2 separate regions of the Gossypium hirsutum genome follow, and region 2 is linked to region 1. Evidence: chromatin contacts called from public Hi-C data. All regions are on one chromosome and are shown on one strand. The core of a region is the stretch at or near the end of the contact, and the rest is flanking DNA. Distances in the headings are between cores, read along the strand shown.

Region 1 (5,391 bases), core at 1,054-3,553:
ATTAAAACCACGATTTTGGTCCACGAAATTCAGAAAGATGGGTTCGACAGTCGGTTACGCACTAGGAAAGATTAGCACCCTCAATACGCCCAAAATTGGTACCTAATTGATTACTTAATGTCTTAGTGTCAAAAATTGAAAACTTTAAAGAGATTTAAAATACGATTCTTTATTAAAAAAAACTTGTATAAATCAAATTACCCATTAAGACCCTCTCATTTCGGAGAGAGAAAATGTCACACCCAATGAGTTAGGGCACGATATTTCACCTCCTCAAAAATGAGCTTGTCCAAAAAAACTCGTGCAATAAAATTTAAAAGGATATTCAATTGTTTAACTCAGATGAAGAAATTGCAGCCCAATACGTTAGGGCACAATTTCTCAAAATTCTAAACATTGAATATTGCCTTTGTTATTTTTTAGAAAAAATTCTCATCTCGAGAAAACAACGTGTCATATCCAATGCGTTAGGACACAACGTATTGAATTCCCGATAATGAACTTTTTATTTATGTTTTCTTGATTAAAGAATATTCTCGATTATTTAGATTCAACGAAGAAAATTGAAACCCAATACGTTAGAGCTCAATCCTCTCGAAGATCCCAAATATCAAGTATTACCTTTGTTTTCAAAATTTTCTTTTTTATAAATTTGGGTAAAAATTGATGTAATGTTAAATTTGATATATGAATAAATGCCGCATTAATAAATGACAATAATGAATACAACGATGTGAGCATAGATACCACAAGTAATCACAACAAAAATAATAAATAAAGAAAAAAAAGGACAAATGGATTACATATAAATAACAAGTAAATAGACAAACAAAACTATAATGTTTCTTTTTTTTAAAATGATAATAAACATACAAATAAATAAATAAACACCAAGTGAAGCAATTATAACAACAAAGAGAATAGATAAAAATTATAAAATATAAAAAAATATATATGTTCATATAAGAAAAATATATATGTATGTGAATTATAAAAAATAAAAAAAATATATATACATAAAAATATACATATTTTAAAATCTAAAAACATATATAAGTAAGTATATAAAATTATGAATCATAGAAAATATATAAAAGCATGTGTATATATATATATATTTATAAAAATTAAAAAAATATGTATGTCTATGTATATATTATAAAATGTACGCATGTATATATATAACAAAATTTGAAATTTTAAAGGTATAAATGAATAAATAATAATAATAACACAAGATCAATGGTATAATATAATAATGATAATAACATTAAAATAATTAAATAATAAAATAGCTAAAATAACAAGAGAATGGACTAAATTGAACTAAAACAAAATATTTGAGGCGGATTCAAAATAAATAAGAGGAAAAATACTAATTTGAACGCGCGAATAACAGAAAAGGACTAAAGGGTAATAATCCCCACCCTCCAAAACGCGCAGGTTCAACAGGGACTAAATTGGAAACCAAGACAAATTAATGGGGCCAAATTAAAAAATGGAAAAACTTGATTGTACAAAAAGAAAAAAGCGGAAGGGCTAAAAGTGCAATTCGTCCTTCCGACAAAAACACGCGGATCCTCCTTGCAGGTCAAGTCAACACGCGAATCTTAAGGCCAAAACAACGCTGTTTTGTCTATTGGTGGCCAAGCCCAAAACAACGCCATTTCATAGGCCTATTTAAGTCAATTTTTTAAAAAAAAACTTTATTTTTTTCCATTTTTAAAAGAAAAAAATAAGGGTTTTCTCTCAACCCTTCCTTCCCTCCGGTACTAGCTCCGGCCGATGGCCACCGTATCGACCGTCGGATCGCTGGCGTCGACGCCGCCGTGCACAGTGGCCGACGAGGGTAAAAAGTGTCTCCTTTTAGATCTTAACCCCCTGAGTCAGGATCCAGCCTCAAAACAACCAAAAAAAAGACAAGAGACCGTCAACGTCGGGTTCTATCGCCGAAGAAGGAGTCCTCTGACGACCTAGACACAGGACAACTCCGGTGAGTCCCTTCCCCTTTTCTTTTTGCTTTATTCGTGCGTAAAGATAAAATAAAAATAAAAAGAATAATAGCGAAACCGAAATTGAAACGGCAATAGGAGTAAAATTTTTTGCGATTTTTTGATTGAAATTTTCTTTGTATTTTTACAGTCCCCTTTTACAACGTTTTGGTTGCCGGCTTATAAAGCCGAAACACCCATGCCTTCCTTTTTTTACTTTCTACTGTTTCTGCTTTTTTACACTACTTCTATGTCTTTTTCATGTTGTTTACAGGTCTGTGGTGTCAGGCGAAGCAGGTAGCGGAGGGTAGGTGATGGGACGTGACGTGCGACGCATATGGCCCTTGCATGCAGCGTTGGAGGTGTTAAGGGGAGCTAGGGTTTTCTGAAATTTTAGGGTGTTGGGCCATTAGTTTTTTTTTTAGAATTGGGCTCGTAGGTTTGTTTATTTTGTAAATGGACTGGATATTTGGGCCCGGGTAAATTGGGCTGATTACAACTATTTCTCAAAAGAAGTATACATTGGATTATATTGGAAGAAACATGGATGCTGTATTGTAAACGTGTTGATATACCTATGGAACCTAATGCAAACTTGTTCTAGGACAAAGGGAGCCTCTAAAATATCCTAGTTAATATCAAAGGTTAGTTGGGAAATTGAACTATTTTACTATCACACATTTGAATATTTCTTTTTCAGTGAGTGTGGAAAGTCAATTTCTTCAAGCTCCATATGATAGTTATTGAGATACAATGATACGTATCCTTCGATACATCAAAGGTACGACCAAAAAAGGTTTGTTATATGAAGATAAAGGAAATACACAGGTTGTTGGGTATTCAAATGTAGATTGGGCAAGATCTCCCTCAAATAGAAAGTCTACTTTAGGATATTATGTCTTCTTTAGAGAAAATTGTAATAGCGCAATTTTGACCCGAGCCCAAATAAATAAAACCAAAATAAACTTAACCTTAACCCAAATAATAACAGGCCCAATACAAAGCCCAAACCCAATCTTAACCAACAAACAAAAAAACAAAACAAAAAAACCCTAGCCCTAACTGCATCTAATGCTGCAACCGCCACTGCCACACCTCCAACCTTCAGCCACGCATGCCTCCATGTCACCACCGTATGGCCCCCGTACCTGCAATTACAGCACATAGAAGAAAACAAATGAAAAACAAAAAAACGACAGTGTATTTGGCTATAAAAGCCACCAAAAAGCTGAATGTAAAGGGTTTTTTTTTAGAAATACAATAAAAAAATCAGAGAAAAAAATAGTAATATACTCCAAGGTAGTCACTGATTCTGGGTTTTCATTTTCTTTTTGTTTTGATTGCATTTTGAAAAGAAAAAGAATAGAAATAAAAAAACCTACCCTTTTATTCGCATTTTTGCTCGATCGGAGGCCTAGGTTCGTCGTTTCCGATGAGAAACGACGCCTTTTTGGGTTGGGAAGTCGAAAGGCCAAAAAAATGGTCATTTTCTGACTTTTCGACCACCGTGGACAACGGCGCCGTCGCCGGTGACCGGCGGCCGCCACGGTGGTCCGCTGCCGGAGCTTGGTTGATTTCTAGAAATTCTTGGGAGAGGGAGAGAGTTTGAAAGAAATTTTTTTTTTGTTTTTGTTTTTTAAATTAAAGGAATAATAAGGATTTTTTTAAAAAAATTTGGTATTTATAGCTTACTTGAAACGGCGCCGTTTTGGGCCAATGGGTAAGCACAAAAACGGCTTCGTTTTACTAATGGCCCGTCTGACCTGACCCGATTTGTGGAGAATCTGCGTGTTATCAAATCCAAATGGGCTATTTGCGCAAATGGTCCCTCCACTTTCGTGATGCAATTCAATCAAGTCCCATCTTATTTTCTTTTTTATTTTTTAAATTTCACCCTGTAATTTCTGCGTCATTTTATTTTGGTCCATTTTGCAACGCTGCGCATCAGGATCGGGGAAATTTCCTCGTTGGTCCTCATTGTTTTTTGGCACGTTACAATCAGACCCTTATCAGTTTTTTTATTTAGAATTTATACCTTTTAGTTTTGTTATGTTTCAATTAAATCCTTTTATTTACTAAATTTCAACATTTTGAGGTTTTTATTTTTATTTTTATTTTTTTATTATTTTATTTCGGTTTGTTTGTTTTATTATTTGTTGTTATTATTGTTGTTGTTATTATTATCACCCATTTTATTTATTTGCCCATTTAATTAATTTTTATAAATTATTTTTCTTAATACTCATTTGTGTATTTATTTACTTGTATCTTTTAAATTTAATATTTTCTTATTATGCGTTGTATTATTTATTGTTATTATCGTTGTTATTTATTGTTGTTGTTATTATTGTTATTTATTGTTTTATTTATTGTTTTATTTATTGTTATTATGTTATTTATTGATGTCTCATTCATCGTTATTATGTGTTGTTAATTATGTTCGATAGTTTAATATTTTATTGACATATTTTTAAATATTACATGAATTTTCATCCAAATTAAAAAAAAAGATTATAAAAATTATTAATAAATAATATTTCATGTTTTGGGATTTGAGAAGATTGCACCCTAACTTACTGGGTTCCAATTTTCCTCGTTGAATCTAAGTAATCGAGTATCTTTTTTAATCAAAGCATATAAATAAAAAGCTCATTCTCGGGGTTTTGATATGTTGTGTCCTAACTCATTGGATATGACATTTTGTTCTCTCGAGATGAGGAATTTTTAAATAAAGGCAATATTCTATGTTTGGAATTTTGAGAAATTGTGCCCTAACCTACTGGGCTTCGATTTTTTACTTTCGACACTTAAGACATTAAGTAATCAACTAGGTACCAATTTTGGGCGTATCGAGGGTGCTAATCCTTCCTCATGCGTAATTGACTCCCGAACCCGTTTTCTGGATTTTATAGACAAAAAATTTTCGTTTTATTAAATTTAAAATTTTATTAAAATGATTAAATTATGAGGTGATCCAATCACACCTAAATAAAAAGGATTTCTGGCGACTCTCATGTTCGTTTTCATTTTCAAAATCCAAGTCGACCCGTTTTTCAAAAAAGTTGTTTCGATAGCTTGGCGACTCCACTGTTCGTTTTCATTTTCAAAATCCAAGTCCACCCATTTTTCAAAAAAGTGGATTCGACAGAAATATATCATGGAAAAGTAAAAACCAAGATGTTGTGACAAGATAAGTATAGGAGGAGAGTATCAAGCCATTGCCTTAATCACTTGTGAACTTATCTAGTTGAAACAGCTTCTTCGGCAATTAAAGTGTGAAATTGACAGCCTAGTGCAGTTGATATGTGATAATCAAACAACTCGACATATTTCTACGAATTCGATGTTTCAAGAAAGGACAAAACCCATAGAAATTGATTGTCACTTTGTTAGATAGAAA
Region 2 (4,856 bases), core at 2,203-4,702, 220 kb after region 1:
TGATTTGACCCTGAGAAACATGAAATCACATTATTTAGATTCCAAATATACAAGTAATATGAACTTAGATTCCAAATAAATAAGTAAAATGACCCGAGTCAATCACAAGGACAAGCACGTGCTATCATTAGTGTGCCATTTTCAAAGGAAAGATGCAATTTAAACAGAAAAACCTGTTAAAGAGAAACTTACCTGGAATTCCCATTAAAGATCCATCGGGACCAGCAGCTCTAGGATTCAATACTGGATTCATCTCACTCTTTATATCCTGCTTCCAGATAAAATTTCAGAACATGACAAAGGGAAGAAACATGAAAGAGATCCATTTAAGGTGACCCTACCGGTGTTGTTCCTGGCAATTGCTGACTCCGAGCTTGAACTTGCGGAGACATTCCACCAGCTGTACCATGCAATACTTGCCTAAAATATACATGAATCCAAATAAGTTTATCGCAGAAAACAACTTAGTCTTGGATGCTTGAATAAACCCTAAATGCATGACACTATTTTAGATGAAAAAGGAGGTTTCAGTGGCATTCAGTGGCTCAAGTTCATGTTAGAGCAGATAGACCACAAGACACAAGGGAATTACTGTGAAAATTTTGTTGTAAACCTTCTGCAGCATTTAACCGAATTATCTTACTTAACACTGCTGAAAATTTTGTCTAGGTTTCACTTCAGAAACATTTGCATTCAAAGACTCTTCTTTGTGTAATAAAGGGAAAGTAAAATAAATCACCCGGAAGTCGGACCAGTTGCAGCTGCAGGCTTCAATATCGAGGCATGATTTGGATCCAAGAGCTGGCCGACATTGTCACCATACCTTTGCTGTAAGGAACTCCTAAAATGATCAACTAAAAGAAGAAAACATTTCTAAGAAATCAAAAATGATCAACCAACCTTCATAGCTGCATCATCCAAAGAATCCCTTTGATGTGGCAATTTTAGTCTTTCCTCATACATCTTAGTCGCCATGGCATTAGCAGTTCCAGCAGGCTGACGTATGAGAGAGTCATTTCCAACAAGTCCATTTGTATTGCCATTTAGGAGATGAGACCCGTCCCTTCGTTGCTGAGGCTGTTGTGCCTGCTGGGACTGCTGTGGTGGCTGCTGCTGCTGTTGCTGTTGTTGCTGCTGTTGTTGCTGTTGCTGTTGTTGTTGTTGTTGCTGTTGCTGTTGCTGTTGCTGTTGCTGTTGCTGCTGTTGCTGTTGCTGTTGCTGCTGCTGTTGCTGCTGCTGTTGTTGCTGCTGTTGTTGCTGCTGTTGTTGTTGTTGGGCATGCCTCTGCAATAAAAGCTGTTGCATCTGCAGTTGTTGCTGCTGCTGTTGCTGTTGATGTTGAGGCTGTTGAGGTTGCTGCTGCTGTTGCTGCTGCTCCCGTGCTTTAATCAATTGAGTCTGCAACATCAATGCACCATATACATCACATATGTTAAGAAGAAATCATTTGGAAGACAAGAAAATTTCGTAATCTACTCTATAATAAACATTCTTAACAAAATACAACAGGGAACACTTCTCCTGCCTTCGATTGCTTCCCTTCTTTCAATAATAAAAATACCCTTAGTTAGCCAGTTCCCAGTAAAAGTACCATGGAGGCCCTTGTACTAGGAGTCAGATTGCAATTTGCCCCCTCTACTCAAAAAATAGGCAAATTAATCCCTGTATATTAGATCAAAGAGCAAACTAATCCTTTTGTTAAAAATTTCATCTTTTTTTACTGTTAAAAACTGGTCCTTGTTCGCCAGCATAAGGTACACATAACACACCAAGTGTAACTATCTGGTTATTTTGTCAGCCAAACCAATTTTTAACAGTAGAAATGGATGAAATTTTTAACATAAATGACCAGTTTGTTCTCTGATCTAACATACAATGACTAATTTGCCCATTTTTTGAGTTAAGGGGGCAAAATGCAATCTGAATCCTAGTATGGGGGACTCAATGGTACTTTTACTACCAGTTCCCATAGAGCATTTGATACAAGCTCATCATGCAATATGCTTTCAGGAGAGGACTCCAATTTCCAAGTACAGAAAACAATCCGCGACAAATTAAACAAAAAATAAAATGTTGATGGTAGGTTATCCATGGCTAGTACAAACTCGAAACAAATTAACAGTTCAAAATAGAAAAATAAAATCAAAACCAACCTCAATATAAGATGCAGCAACCTCTGAATGCTTCTCATTAGTCCTGGCAATGAATATATCCCAAAAAACAGACCACCATTCAAAGAGAAAACCTCCAGGTGCATCGATAGCTGGATACCAAGTTCAGCACCAGCATCAATGAAAGTACTAAACAATCTAATATAAAAGAACAGATCTTTGGCTTTAACATAATTCCCGAACCCATTTAGTTGCTTACCTACAGGATCTGATGATACTTTCCCTTCAGCTTGAAAAGCCTGAGCTGAAGCCTTTAAATCCCTCTTTACTAAATAATCATGGATATACACATCTAACCTGTTGTTGACAAAATACATGGCCATACAGTATGCTTATAAGAGCAAAATCAGAACTTACAAGCATAACTAATAACTCCATAAGCAAATAAAATTATAAGCTTTATACAACGAAAATCTGATAAACAACAAAACCCTAAATCAAATTTATCATTTTACATAAAAATAATAATGCAAAACAGAAGAACAGTAACTTGAAGTTCCACAACAAACAAAACCCTAAAAAAACCAAGCTTTCAAAGAACTAAAATTGAAATCTTTAAAGACATCAAAATGAACAAACAAAAACCCAGAAAAAGCTTACATACCCAGAACTCAAATAAAACCAAAAAAGAAAGGGAAAACATCAAAAACCACATTAAAGAGCTAAAGAAATTGTAATAAATATAATAATAAAGATTTAAAACCCAAAACAAAGTTAACTTTAACAAGAAGGGAAAAAAAGAAAAGACTTACATTTTATCAGCTTCCCAGTTGGTTTGAGACATCTTGTTGAATCCAACAACAGACCAAAAACACTAAAGAACAGCTCCAGATTCCTAGGTAACTTGTCTGAAACAGCTTCACTTCAAGTTTCTAAAGCTACCCAGAAAAATAAAAATATTAACTCATTGTAACATTGTTTTTTAAAAATTAAAAATAAAAACTTTTAAAAACCCAAAGAAGAAAAACTTATTACAGTAGTAGAAAGAGAAGAATCTATGTAGAGAATAATAGAAGATAAACAGACAGAACCTCTCTAATTTTAGCAATATCAGAAATTATTATATTTATGGATTTTTTAATAAAAAAAGAAAATAAAAAGAATAAAGAAAGGGAAAGATACCTGCAATCCCAAAAACGTTTATTAATTTTTGAGAGCTTTTTTTTTCTTTTTCTTTTTTTTTCTTTTTTTTTTTGGTGTATGTGAATTTATTTTCTTTCTTTTCTGTAGCTTTGGGTGGATTTGGGGTTGCTGTTGCAGATATCATAATGCTTTGTTACTTGAATTTACACGAAAAGCCCTTTCAATTTATTTAATTTTCAAAATGAGACTGATTTCGTGGCAGTACTTCAATTCAAATGACCAATATAACCTTAATAATTTTCCTTAATTTTATTCCAGAAAGCTGTGAGTTAGGTGAGGTTAGTATGGGTTAATTAGTAAATTGAGTAGAAAAATACAATTCTATTGCTTTTTCTATTGTGGGGCTTCATTTCTTTAGTATTTATGAATAAACCCCAATTGTTTTATTTTTTCTGGTTTTCATCTATTATTTTTGTTTCAAATTTCAGCTGTGCCCATGGTTTAGAGTATTAAAGGTGGGTTTAGATGGACGATAGGATGCGTTTAGCTTATTTTTTGTCCAACGCTACTGTATCTAATCTATTTTGGTGAGCAGCCAAACCTTTTTGGATTAAAAATTATTATAATTAATTCATTATTGTAATTTTCCTATTTTTGGGAATTTTAGATTCCAACTTGCCAGAATAGTTCTAAACTAATGTCCTTTAAAATTAGCTTAAAATATTACAAAATTCTTCCACGATATTTAAACTTTAAAAATATAATATAACTAATAGCTGACTGTCTAAATATTAAAAATTAAATTAACTATTGAAAATTTGAAATAATTTTTGCTTTTATTAAATATTTTTAACAGTTTTTAATAAGGTATATTTTTTAATATTTGTTTTTTACTTTTTTTCATTATAAATTCGAATATTGGACCCTATAAATATGTTAATTCATCCTATATATGACCCAAGTGAGGGGAAATTTATTTCAGGGGTCTTTTCACTTCATTGTCTACTGTGCCCTCAATTAATTCCATCCTATGACTCGTGTCGTTTTTTTAAAAGAAATTACTATTAATTCAACGGAAAAAAAATAAAGATATCAACAATAAATAAATCATTATAAATTAATACACAAATGTTATGTTTCTAAAATAATCTCAAAAAAAGTAAAGAGAAATAGACAAACTAACAATAAATGCAATACTAGAATCATTCGAAAATAAATCAGATAAGTATCAAATTGTTGAAATTTACATCCTAACTCCGCCATCCAACCTTACAATAAACACCGATCAACCAAAAGACAACTGCCAAAAGCTCCAAGAGACCCATTGTGTCAATAATGCACAAAATGTCAAGTCTTAAACGACTTATCCTCATAATCATTTCAAATCTATCACCATCACCATAATTTATCATGATAAGACCCTTCGAGAATGGTTCCTAATAGATCTGGCGACGCCCTTACGTTGTCAAATCTCATATTTACGACAGAACATTACTAGGCTACAATAATATAGACTGGGACAAAAAATAAATAAAAATCACGAAAAAAATGATGAAAGAGTCATGATCAGTAACTAGCCTAAAGGCCGACGCCACCGCCGAC

The links. A called contact is a pair of places that touch in the nucleus more often than the background predicts.
Region 2: a contact with region 1 is called in a Hi-C map of leaf, with 1.9 times the contacts expected there. The contact joins the promoter of LOC107937190 here to the enhancer-like site in region 1. A contact is called at or near these places in 5 of 34 Hi-C or Micro-C datasets (all in leaf).

Annotation. Positions count from the first base shown.
Region 1 is chrD13:61,928,783-61,934,173 of Gossypium_hirsutum_v2.1, forward strand. No RefSeq gene overlaps it. Among protein-coding and RNA genes, the nearest start is that of LOC107942044, 15 kb to the right of the region's middle. Within about 2 kb of position 2,304, at least 8 of the 9 cell types and tissues checked have an H3K27ac peak or open chromatin away from gene starts, as enhancers often do. A contact at or near this core is called in leaf, where this site is marked.
Region 2 is chrD13:62,143,473-62,148,328 of Gossypium_hirsutum_v2.1, forward strand. LOC107937190 (transcriptional corepressor LEUNIG) reads right to left here and starts at 3,453. Exons shown (of 19, transcript XM_016870039.2): 1 at 3,294-3,453; 2 at 2,924-3,049; 3 at 2,371-2,468; 4 at 2,154-2,263; 5 at 901-1,398; 6 at 740-828; 7 at 342-420; 8 at 193-268; 9 at 1-10. The coding sequence starts at 2,955.